Regions from separate parts of the Canis lupus genome. Here region 2 is linked to region 1. Evidence: chromatin contacts called from public Hi-C data. All regions are on one chromosome and are shown on one strand. The core of a region is the stretch at or near the end of the contact, and the rest is flanking DNA. Distances in the headings are between cores, read along the strand shown. Region 1 holds the start of AHCYL1 (S-adenosylhomocysteine hydrolase-like protein 1). Region 2 holds the start of GPR61 (G-protein coupled receptor 61).

What was found. A called contact is a pair of places that touch in the nucleus more often than the background predicts.
Region 2: a Hi-C map of blood shows a contact between it and region 1, with 2.7 times the contacts expected there. The contact joins the promoter of GPR61 here to the promoter of AHCYL1 in region 1. A contact is called at or near these places in 3 of 9 Hi-C or Micro-C datasets (amygdala and blood).

What each region holds. Positions count from the first base shown.
Region 1 is chr6:42,438,499-42,445,115 of UU_Cfam_GSD_1.0, forward strand. It overlaps AHCYL1 (S-adenosylhomocysteine hydrolase-like protein 1), which reads right to left and starts at 3,309. Exons shown (of 17, transcript XM_038541051.1): 1 at 3,139-3,309. The coding sequence starts at 3,258.
Region 2 is chr6:42,777,313-42,783,929 of UU_Cfam_GSD_1.0, forward strand. GPR61 (G-protein coupled receptor 61) reads right to left here and starts at 3,612. Exons shown (of 4, transcript XM_038541070.1): 1 at 3,498-3,612; 2 at 597-780; 3 at 1-357.

The DNA.
Region 1 (6,617 bases), core at 2,059-4,558:
TAGAACTTTGTGACAGCCAAGGCTGTCTTCCCAAGGAAATGGTATGTATTATCTCCTATGTCTGCTAATGTGATGATTCCCTTTATCCTCTGGCTCCTAGTAAGCTTGGAGCTGCACGTGATGATCAGCCTCATCAACTGTTTTAGTCCTCAGGGTTAATAATATTTTTTCCTTTCCTTCTATAGTTTTGACTTTCTACCTATATGTGTCTTGTGTTATAAGCCATCTCAAATACTCACTAAAAAGAGAGAGTTAAAGTATACTAATAGACTTCCTCAAAACCACTTTTGCAATCTTAGCTCCTCACAAGCGCTTATCTCCACCTGTCCCAAATAAAAAGCACTTATTTGGTAGATGAGGAAACTGAACCTCATTTGCTTAAGGTGGTACCCATTTAGTTGAGTTCTTGACAGACAGATCAAGCCTTGAATCAAACCAACAAGTCCTGTTAACTTCACGGTACTGTGGCAGACCCTGGGGCATACAAAACTAAGTTATGATTATGGCTGAAGAACCTTAACCTATGCTTTTAATTGATGGACATGAACTCTTCCCCGAAGTGAATAAAATTTCACCAGTTACACTGGAATCTGATCTAAAGACTATCAAGGTCACCCTAGAGTAACCTATAGCCTGACTGGCACCTCACTTCCTGAGAGGCCTCAGGGCTTGGAGTGATCTAAGGATTACTTGGTCTAGAGCCAGGCTGGAATCCTCGCAGGTTAAGGACGGCACCTTTTGAAGAGCCCTTTTACACCATCCAGTAAAGCCAAGCTACATTTTTTCTCTTTTCTCATGCTTTCTCACATTATCCACACATGGCAGAGGTACATAAGTGACTTAAGTCATAATGTCCAATTCACTTGTTCTGAAAAAACAGGTCACCTAGAACTGGCTATGTGACCTTGACTAGTCCTCAGTCAACTCATTAAATAAATGCCTTTTACCATCACTGGGGAAAAAAAGTAATTAGTCATCATAAATCACTTTAATACAAAGTGCTATGTAAATACTAAACAACAGAGCTAAGAGCAAGATTAGAGAGAAACAAGGGGGTAGGTACACTGACCAACAAATGGAAACTTAGGACAGTCTTCCCACAATCCTGGCAGAAGATGCTCATTTCAGCTAACGGAATGAGTCTTTAAAATCATCTTTATTTGGTTTGACAATAATACACATAACAATATTCCTCCTAGGAAGAATAGGGGAGAAGGAATATTTATTCCTGGTAGGTTGTCCTATGGACATCTCAATTACTAGTTAGCCAGGAGGACAATTAATATTTAAATATCTACTAGAGGGATCCCTGGGTGGCGCAGCGGTTTGGCGCCTGCCTTTGGCCCAGAGCGCGATCCTGAAGACCCGGGATCGAGTCCCACGTAGGACTCCTGGTGCATGGAGCCTACTTCTCCCTCTGCCTGTGTCTCTGCCTCTCTCTCTGCGTGACTATCATAAATAAATAAAAATTTAAAATAAATAAATAAATAAATAATCTACTAGATCCTAGATGTAGAGCTAGGCACGATACATACACTGGTTAACAAGAGTACCTGCCTTTATTCAGTTTACAATCTACAATACAAACTGTCTTGGCAATTGCAACAGCATGGGATAAAATTAAGGCAAATAAGAATAAAGGCGCTTAATACCTGAAGCAACTAGACAAAGAGGACAGTCTAATGGGGAGAGGAAGAGTTCAGGGAATTAGGATACCAGGGCTTTTCCCTAACTCCTCATAGGTTATTATCCTTAAGCATTCTTAGAAAAGCTGTGTCTCCAAATAGTGCAGATTACAGGTACTGTCCCAACAAAGCAGTCAGCTGAACCGAGAGCACTCAAATCAGACACCACAGAATCAGAAGATCTTCTACTACCTTTTTAATGCATTCTATTGATAAGCTTCTTAATTTTGTGGGAAAGCGGAGCTACAGCACACAACAGCGACCTGTCTTTTCAATCCTTCATTTGATTTCTGGAGTGGTAGATTATCCTCCTTTAAAAACAAAGTCATCGCTCCCAGGATGACAGCTTAACGAATTCAGGTCTCAGGAACCTCAAGGACCGTAACTCTTCCCGCAAACCTCGCTTTACTTAGCTTACACAAGCGCTGCATCCCATCAAACACTGCAGGCAGAGACAGCCTCGAACGAAACACTGTCTTTACAGGAGGGAAATATTTATCCAGCTCCTCACTGGTTCAGAAAGGTCACCTCTTTGCAAAGGTTCTCGGGTCCACTGTTCCCTGGGTGCCAGGTATGTGGAAAGTCAAGATGTGGTTGGCAGCCAATGCTCACAAAGCACTTGGGACCCCAATTCCACCAGAAAGCTAGGTAAGACTAAAAGGTCGTTACTTAATCTTTCACGACAAGAGAATCAGAAGGGTGTCCTTTGAGCTCAACTCGCAGCACAATAGCCTAAAGTTGTTCTGCCTCAGTTAAGTGCAGTCAAGAATGAGCAATCGTTCCTTGCCACCCACCCTCCAACCCACCCGGGCTCCTTTCTCAAGGGATGCCTAAGGGATCTATTCACATGACTACAATCAACCTGTATTCATGGCGGTGCCTGCTGTCACCAACCTCCAAACGTTAGTATCTCACATATGCCGAAGCAACTGGATGACCCTGGAAGGTGAAAATCATACTTTCAAGTCCACACTGCCCTCGCTGCTTTCGCCTGCGTGAAACAGCTGGCTTCAGGTCTTTTCCCTCTTGCCTCCAAGCTGAGCACGCAGCTGCCGGGTAAGCCGGCCCGGGTCCCAAACATCTGCCCACAGCAGCCCCGCCAGCCTTACCCCGCTCACCTGGGGGTCTGCACGGCGCCTTCCCGGGGGCAGGTCACGAGGTCCGCCGAGTCGGCCCCCCGCCCCCGCCTGGCCCTTCATCCGGGAAAAGTCAGCCGCAGATTGAAGGCCCGGCCCTTTCGGGTTTCATAAAGATCCCGGAGGAGCAGGGCCGAGGGACAAAGGAAAGTGGGGCCAGCGGCGGCCTCTGCGGCTCGGGGCGGCCCGGGGCACTGCCCTCCGCATCCCCCCCCCCCCGCCCGAGGCCCCGCGCCGCCTGCAGCCCGGCCCGCGCCCGCTCGCCCCCCCGCGCGAGGCCCCGGCCCAGGCCCCCGCCGCCACCGGGGCCCCCGCACCTTCTTGGGCGCCTTGGTGACGGTGGCCATGAAAGAGTACTTCTCGGCGTCCTCAATCTCCTTGGCCTGCTTCAGCTCCTCCCCGACCCCGGGCAGCGGCATCGCGTCAGGCATCGACATCCCCCGGCCGGCCCGGCCCGCGCGGCCCCGCCGCCCCCGCCTCGTCCCCGCGCGGCGCCCGCCCGCCGCCCGCCTCGTCCCCGCGCGGCGCCCTCCGACGCGCGCCCGCCCCCTCCCGCCGGCCCGCGCCCAGCCGCGGCCGAGCCTACGCTGCGGCGGCCGGGGTCTCGCCCGCTCGGCAGTCGGCACCGGCCGCTCAGCGACGGCGGCGGCAGGAGCGCCCGGGGCTGCAGCGCCGAGCTCCGGCCGGCCCGCGCCGCCACCTCCGCCGCACGCCGACACGCACGCAAAGTAAGGGTAGAGGGCGGTGACGCCACGTCAAGTACTGGCAGCCCGAGCGGGGCGGGGCCGCGGCGTCCCGTCCTGACGTCACCACGCCGGACCGGCGGCAGAAGCCCCGCCTTCTTCCTCCTGCCCCGCAGGTTCCCAGAGTGAAGCGGGACGTTTCCGCCGCCAGGTGGCGGCATCCGCCCTGTGAGCGGCGCGTGGTTCCGGGCCAGGAGGCCTGGGGACTTGAGCGGGGGCAGTTGGGGCTGCGGGTCCCCGCTCGGCCGGAGAGGGGCGAGGGCGGGCTGCTGGGGAGCCCGGAGCCCCCCGCGACACGTTCTGCAGCCGCGCCAGGGAGTGCGGGGGCCGAGCCGCCGAGCCGCCGAGCCGCCGCCCCTCCCCCCGCGCGCCGCGGGGCCCGCCGCAGCCCTCGGCCTTCCCACGACCTTGCGGGAGCCGCCAGCCGCCAGCCGCCAGCCGCCTGCCGCCTGCCGGGGAAGGCCCGCCCGGGGACGTCGTCGGGCCGGCGGGGGCCGCGAGGGTCCGGCCCGCCAGGGCGCCCTTGCGTGGCTCCTCTGCGGGGCGGTGGCCGCAGCTCGTCCCGGGGCCGGGCGACCCCACCTGGAGCCTGCTGTCAGCCCGGGTAGCGAGTCCTTTGAGGCGTAAGCGGCCTTGGCTGAGTGCCCACGTCCTGTGTCCTGTGGAAAGTCCAGGGCCCTCCCCAAGAGTTCTGTGACTTACGGGGGGACCTAGATCTCCGTGGTCGCCCCTGGCTCTAGTTTTCTGCCTCATCTGAGGTCTTATTCACCATCCCGCTGGTGTGGCCATTTTTCAGTTCCTGCTGTCAATTCGGATATGGAACACAGCCCTGTCTGCTTTCAGCTCCCACCCCTATTCCAAAACAACTGCAAAAATAATGCCGTAACATGTAGCAGAACTTTTAATGAAGGTTTGTGGGCCACAGGGGAGAGATTACATCACACGGCAAACAATTTAAAGTCACATTTCTGAAATGTTCTGAGAAGTGATTTTGGCTACCCTGTCACCTGGGGTTTCTCCCTGGCCACACCACCGCACTAAGCTCCGCGAGCCCACTGCTGTCTAATGTGGCTTCCTCCTGTTACTCCCTTTTTAAATTTAATTTTATCTTAATTCAGTTAATTAACATATAGTGTATTATTAGGTTCAGAGGCAGTGTTCAGTGATTCATCAATTGTACATAACACGCAGTGCTCATTCCATCAGTATCCTCCTTGATACCCATCACTCAGTTACCCCCACTGTTACTCCCTTCCCATCCTTCCACCTCCCTCTCTCCTCCTTGACTGACTCTGGGAAGCCAGATTCCTCTCTACTGTGATGAGTAATTCAGGTCCTCCCAGTGCCCTTTTCTCAAGGGCTCCACCAAGCCCACCTCTTTATATCCAGAAGCCCACCAGGTCTCTGACAGGCTCAGCTCTTTGAAGAAAAGAGCTGTGCCTTGAAATGACATCTTTTTTCACTGGTTTGTGTTCAAGATTGGGGAGGGTGTGAAATACATGCCTCTTGGGGCCCCGGAAATCTTAGTCAGAGAAGCCCATGTTCCAACCGCCCCACCCCATGGGGCCACGTGTTTGAATTGGGCTTTGGAAATGGCCAATGGGGTGCATGCTTCTGCAGATCCTCATCTTCGCTGTTGGGATTCACTCAAAGGTCCCCAACTTCCCTCTCAGGGGTATTCCTGTATCAGAAGGGACAGAGAGCAGGGGGACCAGAATACCAGATTCATTCACATGGGTACCACACTGGTACCTTCCTCTTTATCTCTCAGCTGGGGCCAGGAACCATACTTGCCCACCCAGGAGTCTTTGGACCTACAGCCTAAAGTAGCTTGCAGCCCATGAGTTTGCCCAAATGTTGTCAGTGTCCAAGGATCAGAGGTGCTTGCTCAGAGAACAGAGGCAGAGCCAGTTGGAACAGAAGTAAAAACTTCATATCCCTAGAATAGGAAAGCATGTGACTTAGGCTAGCTTATTAAAAAAAAGAAAAAACAACAAAAAACAAAAAGCGCACAAAAAAGTAGATGTGTCTGTCCTCTGGATTTGATTTTTAAAATTCCCATTGTCTGAGGGCTTTGTCTCTCTGAGCCCAAATTTTGCCATGGGTCCTAGCAATCAGACTGTGAGACTCCGTGAGAGGGAGGTTCACCACTCTGACTCCTCCTGAATCAAAGTAAGAGGTTTTCCCTAACACCTCACTCATGGAATTGGCCGTTGCTGCTGCTGAGGATGCTCAAGGCAGAGTCGGTCTGAGATGAAACAATACCCTTGCAGTTTGAACCAGGAAGGAGACCAGCAGGTCTGACTCCACTTACCTGAGTGCCTGGCCCAAGGGGAGGCAGGGGAGGCTGAGCTAGGGGAACTGGGTTCTTAGAATGGAAGGCAGGAGTGATAGTACTCCCTGCCTGGAAAAAGCAGCAGACCTATGTGGTTCATGTCGGGCCAGGGCCCAGGGCCCAGGGCCTTCCTGGAAATCAGCCTGCTGCAGAGGACATGGTTGGCTGCTATTGCTCCCACCATGTGTGGACCAGGGCCCGAAGAACTCACCCAGCCAGAGAGTATGATGACATAACATGGGTGAGAACTGTTGCATGCTGCACCCTCTCCCTCCTAGATGGTCCCACTTGGCCCAGGTAGGGGGGTTGCCTCTCATGGATATCAAGAAATGACCTGTGCTCAACCTGCCTACCCACCTATCTGACTCAGCACCTCTGAGCTAAGTCAGGTAGGTGAGTCAGGGCTCTTTCTCCTGAACGGCACCATCCATACACAGATAAGAACAATGACCAGGAGCCAACGTTTGAGAAGAATAGAGCCCCAAGGCCAGGTACACCTGCTGTGTGTGCGGAGGGAAGGTGTCAAAGAGCCTAGGGACCAGAAGGGACCCTACTCTAGAAAAGAGTAGCCTGAGGGTAGAAATGAATTAGGAGATGCTGTCCCCAGAAATGTGGTGGCACTGGGGTATCACCCATAGGCTTGGTCTTGTTAATGAAATCCACTCTTCTGTCTTCCCAAAAATTTACTCTCCACATTCATTCATTCATTTTTTAAAAA
Region 2 (6,617 bases), core at 2,362-4,861, 340 kb after region 1:
CCTCAAAGAAGGAGACGTGAGAGATGCCAGAGCCTCACCCACTCAACACTCCACCTTCCGAGTGGTCTCCAGCTCCTTCTTTTGCTTTTCCTTTCCACTGTCCTCCATGCCCTTCTCTTCTCTCAGGGACTGTTATCCAGAGATCCTAAATCCTCTGTCTCCCTCTCCTAGGGTCCCGCTGAGCTCCGGGATCGTGCCCCAGTTTTCAAGTAGCTTATGTAAATTTCTTGATTTCTTGTCTCAGAATGGCAGGAGCTGTTGGGGTGCAGAGGCGACACAAAATCTGGTTTCTAGTCCTAGGCCTGGGAATGATGGACTCTGTGACTCTGCTGGACTTCAGTTTCCTCATGAAGGCATCTGTAAAATGAAGGGAACAGCAGCCACTTCACAACTGTGTTTGGAGGAGCCTGTGAGACTTAATAACAATACCACCCATATGTAGTAACATGTTTAAAGATGCTTTCCAGGTGCCAAACCCCGTTCTAAGCACTGTACCTAAATATGCTCATTTTAGTGCTCACACAACCTATGAGTATTACTCTCATCCCCATTTTGCAGTTGGTGAAACTGAGGTCCAGAAAGATTAAATAACTTACCAAAGGCGGCAAGGTCCAGGTAGGTGCCCGTGTGGTCCGGCTCCAGGGTCAGTACTCCAGCCCACCTGATGGTGCCCTCTACAGCGACTGGAATGCAATAGGCATTCAATGGATAGTTGTTGCATCTGAATCATCTCCAAAAATGTCTATTAGTGCTCTGGGGCTACCATTGGGAAGAGATCACCTGAAAGAGGGAAGGACTGTGTTTGGTGTCCTGTGACATCACCACCCCCAAGATAAAGAGCTGCCATTTGGGGAGTGTTGAGGAGGAACCGTGAAAACAAAACATTCCAGCTGGAAGGAAACTGGGATGCTAGCCCATTCAGGCTCCACTGCCCCCCAAACCAGAAGGGCATAGGTCACTTGAAAGCTGCCCTTCTTTACCCACTCATTAGCTTTTCCAAGCCACCATACCCCTGCAGGTGGGGGAGGAAGTGCCTAACCTTCCACTCCCGGGGTCCTCAGATCTCTGATCATTGGAGCAGATCCCCGGCCCAGAGTCCTCTTGATCCTGGACCATTAGCACATTCCAGAGCTAGGAGGGAGGAGTAGGTGTCTGGGGGGTGGGGGAGGAGTAGGTGTGAGAGTGAGTAGGTCACTGTGATGGTGGAAATGGGTGAGCATAAAGCAGAGAAGACAACTGGAAGGCATTGAGAGGGGAAGAAGTCTGGGGTTTCAGCGTCTCTCATTTCTCCCGGCCAAATGGCAGATCAAATGTTGTATGTGTCTCATTATCCACATTAAGTTTGCATATAGTTGAAATAATAATGCCTTTAAATTTTTCATTTCCGGGATCCCTGGGTGGCGCAGCAGTTTAGTGCCTGCCTTTGGCTCAGGGCGCGATCCTGGAGACCCGGGATTGAGTCCCATGTCAGGCTCCCGGTGCATGGAGCCTGCTTCTCCCTCTGCCTATGTCTCTGCCTCTTCTCCCTCTCTGTGTGTGTGACTATCGTAAATAAATTTAAAAAAAAAATTCATTTCCATATCCTATTCTTGCAGTCCAGTTTCTCCCAGTATAATATAGAAAGGTATGCAAACTCAAGGCAAGCTATAGATACGCCAAGTCTGTAGCCAGGTCACAAGTTCTCTGGATCACGGTTTCCTCATCTGTAAAATGGGAAGATTGAACTGGACGACCTCCAAGATTCCCATCTCTGACAACATTTGATGACTCTGTGAGTTCCTGGGCTGCCAAGGGCTTGGTGGTGGCTGAATTTAAAAACCCATCATTTCTCTGACTGCAATGATGTGGACCACGTGGGGCAGACCGTTCCCATTCCCTCTCCGTAGTTACAGCCTTACAACCACCCTTGGGTTTTGGTAACCACCAATAGTGTATTCCTTTAACTTCAAGCATGCCATGCATGCAATGGGTGCTCAGTATAACTTTGTGAATTGTATCAAACTCAAACTGATCTGTTGAGTCCCTGCCCCTTAGTACCTGCCCCTGCCCCTTCGTACCTGCTCCAAGTACACTCAGTAGGGCAGCTGCGTGCCAGCCAGAGGACTCTGCTCTGGAAAGGGTAACCTGGTCTCCTGGACTTGGCACAGCCCTAACTTTGGACAATTGCCTAGGGATTTGCCTCTCCCCAGGGATAACAGGAAGCTCATTTCACAGTTAAAATGGCCACATTGACCCAGGGTCTATAGAGAAGGTAGGTGGAGATGGTTCCAAAGTGGAGACATCAGCTTCTCATAAGACACTACCAGGAAAAATGCAGAAAGCAACGCTAGGGAAGGCATCCTTGCCCCTTACTTTCCATGCCGGGCTTCATATCTTTCTCATCCCTTCTACCTGGGAGTGGAGGCCTGAAGATGTGGCTCTGAGGCCCCGGGAGCTAAAGGAGTGAATGCCCTCCATGTCTGCATGAACATCAAGAGTCTGCCAGCAAGGCCCACCCAGGGCCCCAGACCGAGGGAAGCAGACATGGTTTCCACGTGGAGATGGAGGGGGCACTGTGCAGCCATGACGGAGCCCTAGGCAAGAAGGCACTGGACGTTTCTCGTTTCCACAGCCCCCTCGGCCTGGGCAGGATCTCCACACTGACTCCTAAATGCCAGGATTCCAGTTTCTGTCCTAACAGATGGACCAACGTGCCTGCTCCCCAGCACTCCCTACTGATGGATGGGGGTCAGGGAGGGCAGGGTTGTGCATCACAGTGTCAGAGGGGAAGCCCAGAGAGCCTCACTCCACTCCTAGCTCACAGCATCATGCCTTCTCACTCGCTCTCATCTTGCCACTGCTTCCTGACAGCAAGCCCTCCCTCACCTCCAGGACCTCTCAGCACCTGGCAGGCTTTACCACCATAGGGGTCAAGGTCTGGCCCCCTGGCCAGGGCATCGTCAAGTTACAAATATCTTTGTTTCAGGATGCAAGATGTGCATAAGTGCCCACCCCAAGGCCACAGAGATGTTGCTGGGATTCGAATGCACCTGTTTCCTAAATACAGAGCTTCCAACCCAAGGACCCCAGCACGGCCTTCCTTCAAACAACAGTATGTCCCTCCTAAGCCAGGAGAGATTTCCAGGGGGCAACCACACCTCTTCCCAGCAGAGTTGCCCACGCCCAGGACGCAGAATTGCCCATCAGCCTACATGCCAAGGGACCCATTCCTAGGATGCGGGGGACCCATCTCTATGACATGGAGGAAGACAGATGGGGAACCCTGTCTGCCTGTAGGATGTGGGTACTCCCTCTGGCAGGAGATCAACCCCCATCTCTAGGCTTCAGAGGTGCCCACACCCCAATACCTGGGAGCCCATCCCTTGACGAAACTGCCCACCATAAGGTAGGGTGGGCTGGTCCTGGGGACGCAGAGCTACCCTCCTGCAGAGTACCTCAGCACTCACCATCAGGCCCTGGGACAGGCCCCTATTCCTGGCCTAGTCGACAACTCCTACCTTTGCTGAGCAGCTCCCGGCTCCCATGTGATAGCTCCTCTCAGCTGATGCTTCTCCAAGGCTGCTGAAGCCTGAACCACTGCAGTGAGTGGTGAGAGGCAGCAGGCAGAGCAGGATGCTCCAAGAGCTTCTGGGTCCTAATGGCCTCCTGCTTCCCACCCAGCCCCTTGGAGCCACTTCTGAAGCAAGGAGCCAGGCACCAGTGCCCCCACAGAAAATGCTCAGGGGTGGTTCCAACCCCCCTCACTTCTCTTGGATTGCTGGAGTGGCATCTCAAAACCTTCTTGGGGCAGTGACCATAGTCAGGGGAGACTCTCCTGGCCAGCCTGGTGAAGTATAAAGGCTACTCAGAATCAGAAAATCCCAGTTTAAGGGCTGGCTCTGGTACTTATGAGCTGTATGACCTAGGGCAAGTCACTTCCCATTTCTGGCCTTGATTTCCTATCTGTTCAAAGAGAATATAGGATAGATGATCCTGAGGCTCCTGACAGCCCTGCCATCGCATGCTTCTGTGTGACATCAGAACCAAGATGCTTTTGTAGCAGGTTGGTCAATGCAGACACAGAGTACCAGGTTAGGCCTGGCAGGGGCCAAGGTTCCAGGGTCAGCTGCCAAAAATGTACAGGGGATAGGTTCAGGAGTGGCATTCAGGTTCGACAGGGAGCTAAAGGCCTTTTCCTAACTCTGCATTATCCCTCAGGAGTCACATTACTATTGTTTTCTTAGATTGTATGTTTATTTGGTGTGGGCTTGTGAGAACCGATGGAGGTAGGGGGATCTAACATCCCCATGAGCCACCATAGTGGTACCACCATAACACTGTTCCCTGAAGACAGAGTGGGCACCAGGAACTCAGGAAGGCTCAGATTGCTCTGGATCTGTAGGACTGGACTGAGCTGCAGGACACCATCCTTACAGCGTCCAAGGCCATGTGATGAGCCTTTGGAGGCGAGATGGAGGGGCATAGCCTCCCACTATAAAGAAACCCTGCTCCCCTAGGTACATGCCTGACACCCAAGGATAGGATCCTAACACTGCAGAGTTGAAACACACCCCACAGGCCAAACTACCCATGTTTCTGAGGCCCAGAGAGGTGAAGACATTGTCCAAAGCCACACATGGCAGAGCCATGAGCCTAGGTCAGGAATTCAGGCATGATACCTACTCCCGAGCCCTCTGCCCTGAGACTTGCCCATCCAGAAATTCTTTCTGCCTCCAAAAGGAAAGAAAGACCAGACTCAACTGAAAGAGCCATGAAAACACTGAGTTACCCAGAAAACCCAGAGAAGTCAAGGTCTGCCCTGTGCCCCAGGTTAACTGTGAAGAGGCCACTGACCAGCCCAAAGCGCAGAGTGATCACCAGTATCCCCAAACACATTTTCTTGAGCTCTTACAAGTGCCAAGTCCTTTATATACTGTACCTTCAATCCTCACATAAATTCTATGAGGCAGCCTTTATTCACCTTATTTTATGGATGAAAATATGGGAGCCAGAGATTAAGGGACTTTCCCGAGATCACACAGAGAGGAAGTGCCAGAGCCAATATTTGAACCCAGGCCTGTTTGAAGCTAAAGCATTTACTCCTTCCTCCATGCCCCCATGGCCTCTCTGGAGACCTGACATGGGACTCTGGGCTGAAGCCCTAAAGCCTATTCCACAGAAGTGGCCGTGGCTTTCCAGGAGACAGCCTGAAATAAAACACATATGTTACTTAGTACAGGGAAATCAAATTAAAATATCAAATGTAAACCTGTAAACACCATCCTTACAGCGTCCAAGGCCATGTGATGAGCCTTTGGAGGCGAGATGGAGGGGCATAGCCTCCCACTATAAAGAAACCCTGCTCCCCTAGGTACATGCCTGACACCCTGTAAACAGCAAAATGATTTTTTTCTTTTTCTTTTTTAAAGATTTATTTATTTATTTTATGATAGACACAGAGAGAGAGAGGCAGAGACACAGGCAGAGGGAGAAGCAGGCTCCATGCCGGGAGCCCTGACGCAGGACTTGATCCGGGGACTCCAGGATCGCGCCCTGGGCCAAAGGCAGGCGCCAAACCACTGAGCCACCCAGGGATCCCAGCAAAATGATTTTTATTAAGCCCTGTGCTGACATGTTGGTAAGATCATCTTGAGATCGGCCAAACCCTCTGGGATCAGGTAAGGCATGATCAGCACCCGCATGCTTCCTGAAAGGAAGCCAATGGCCCCTTCCAAGGACTGAGAAAGAACCAGAGCACACACAGGCTCACCAGTACAGGATTATCCAAAGGGCACTGGATTGGGAGGAGAACCTTGGTTCTAGTTGGGCTCTACTCTACTGGTTGGTGGTAAGCCCTTGGCCTGTGAGTTGGCCATCTGTGCCTCAGTTTATCTACCTACTATAGTTTTTTCTATCTCTAAAATTGGCAAAGATTCACCCCTCAGTTTATCGAATAGGGATAGGAAGCCTGCAACCCAAATATAGTCTTATTTTCCGGCTTGGGGGAGCTCGTACAGTTTGCCCAAGCAACTGGCATGATGGCCAGTGGGCCAAGTCTCCAGGTCCCAGAGAGCTGTTAGGAAAGGTGGCTCCAAGCAGCCAATGGATCCTGGCACGTCCTCCCAGTTGCTGGAAGACATTTTTGCTTGGGAACATGGAGTGAGAGAAAACCGCCTATCCTGGCCTGGCGGCAGCTGATAACAACCATGAACAATAAGGGCACCTGGGTGGCTCAGTCGGTTAAGCATCCGACTCTTGCTTTCGGCTCAGGTCATTGATCTCGGGATCCTGGGATCCACCACCATGTGGGGCTCCACACTCAGTGGAGAGTCTGCTTGAGGAATCTCTCCCTCCTTTTCCCTCTGACACTCCCTCTGCTTGTTCTCTCTCTCTCTCTCTCTCTCTGTCTCTAATAAACAAAGAAATATTGTTTTTAAATAATAAAAACAGTACTGGAGATGATGCCAGTTTTTGAGTGCCTAGCCTGGGGAGGCACTTCTTACGCTGTATCTCGTTAAATGATCTCAGTCAGGGTTTGAAGTAGCTATTGGCACTACATTCCCCCCACCCGCTCTGCCAATCCCTCCTTTCAGACTTTAGTGCAATAGACGATGTGGGAGACGGAGGTAGAGAAACTG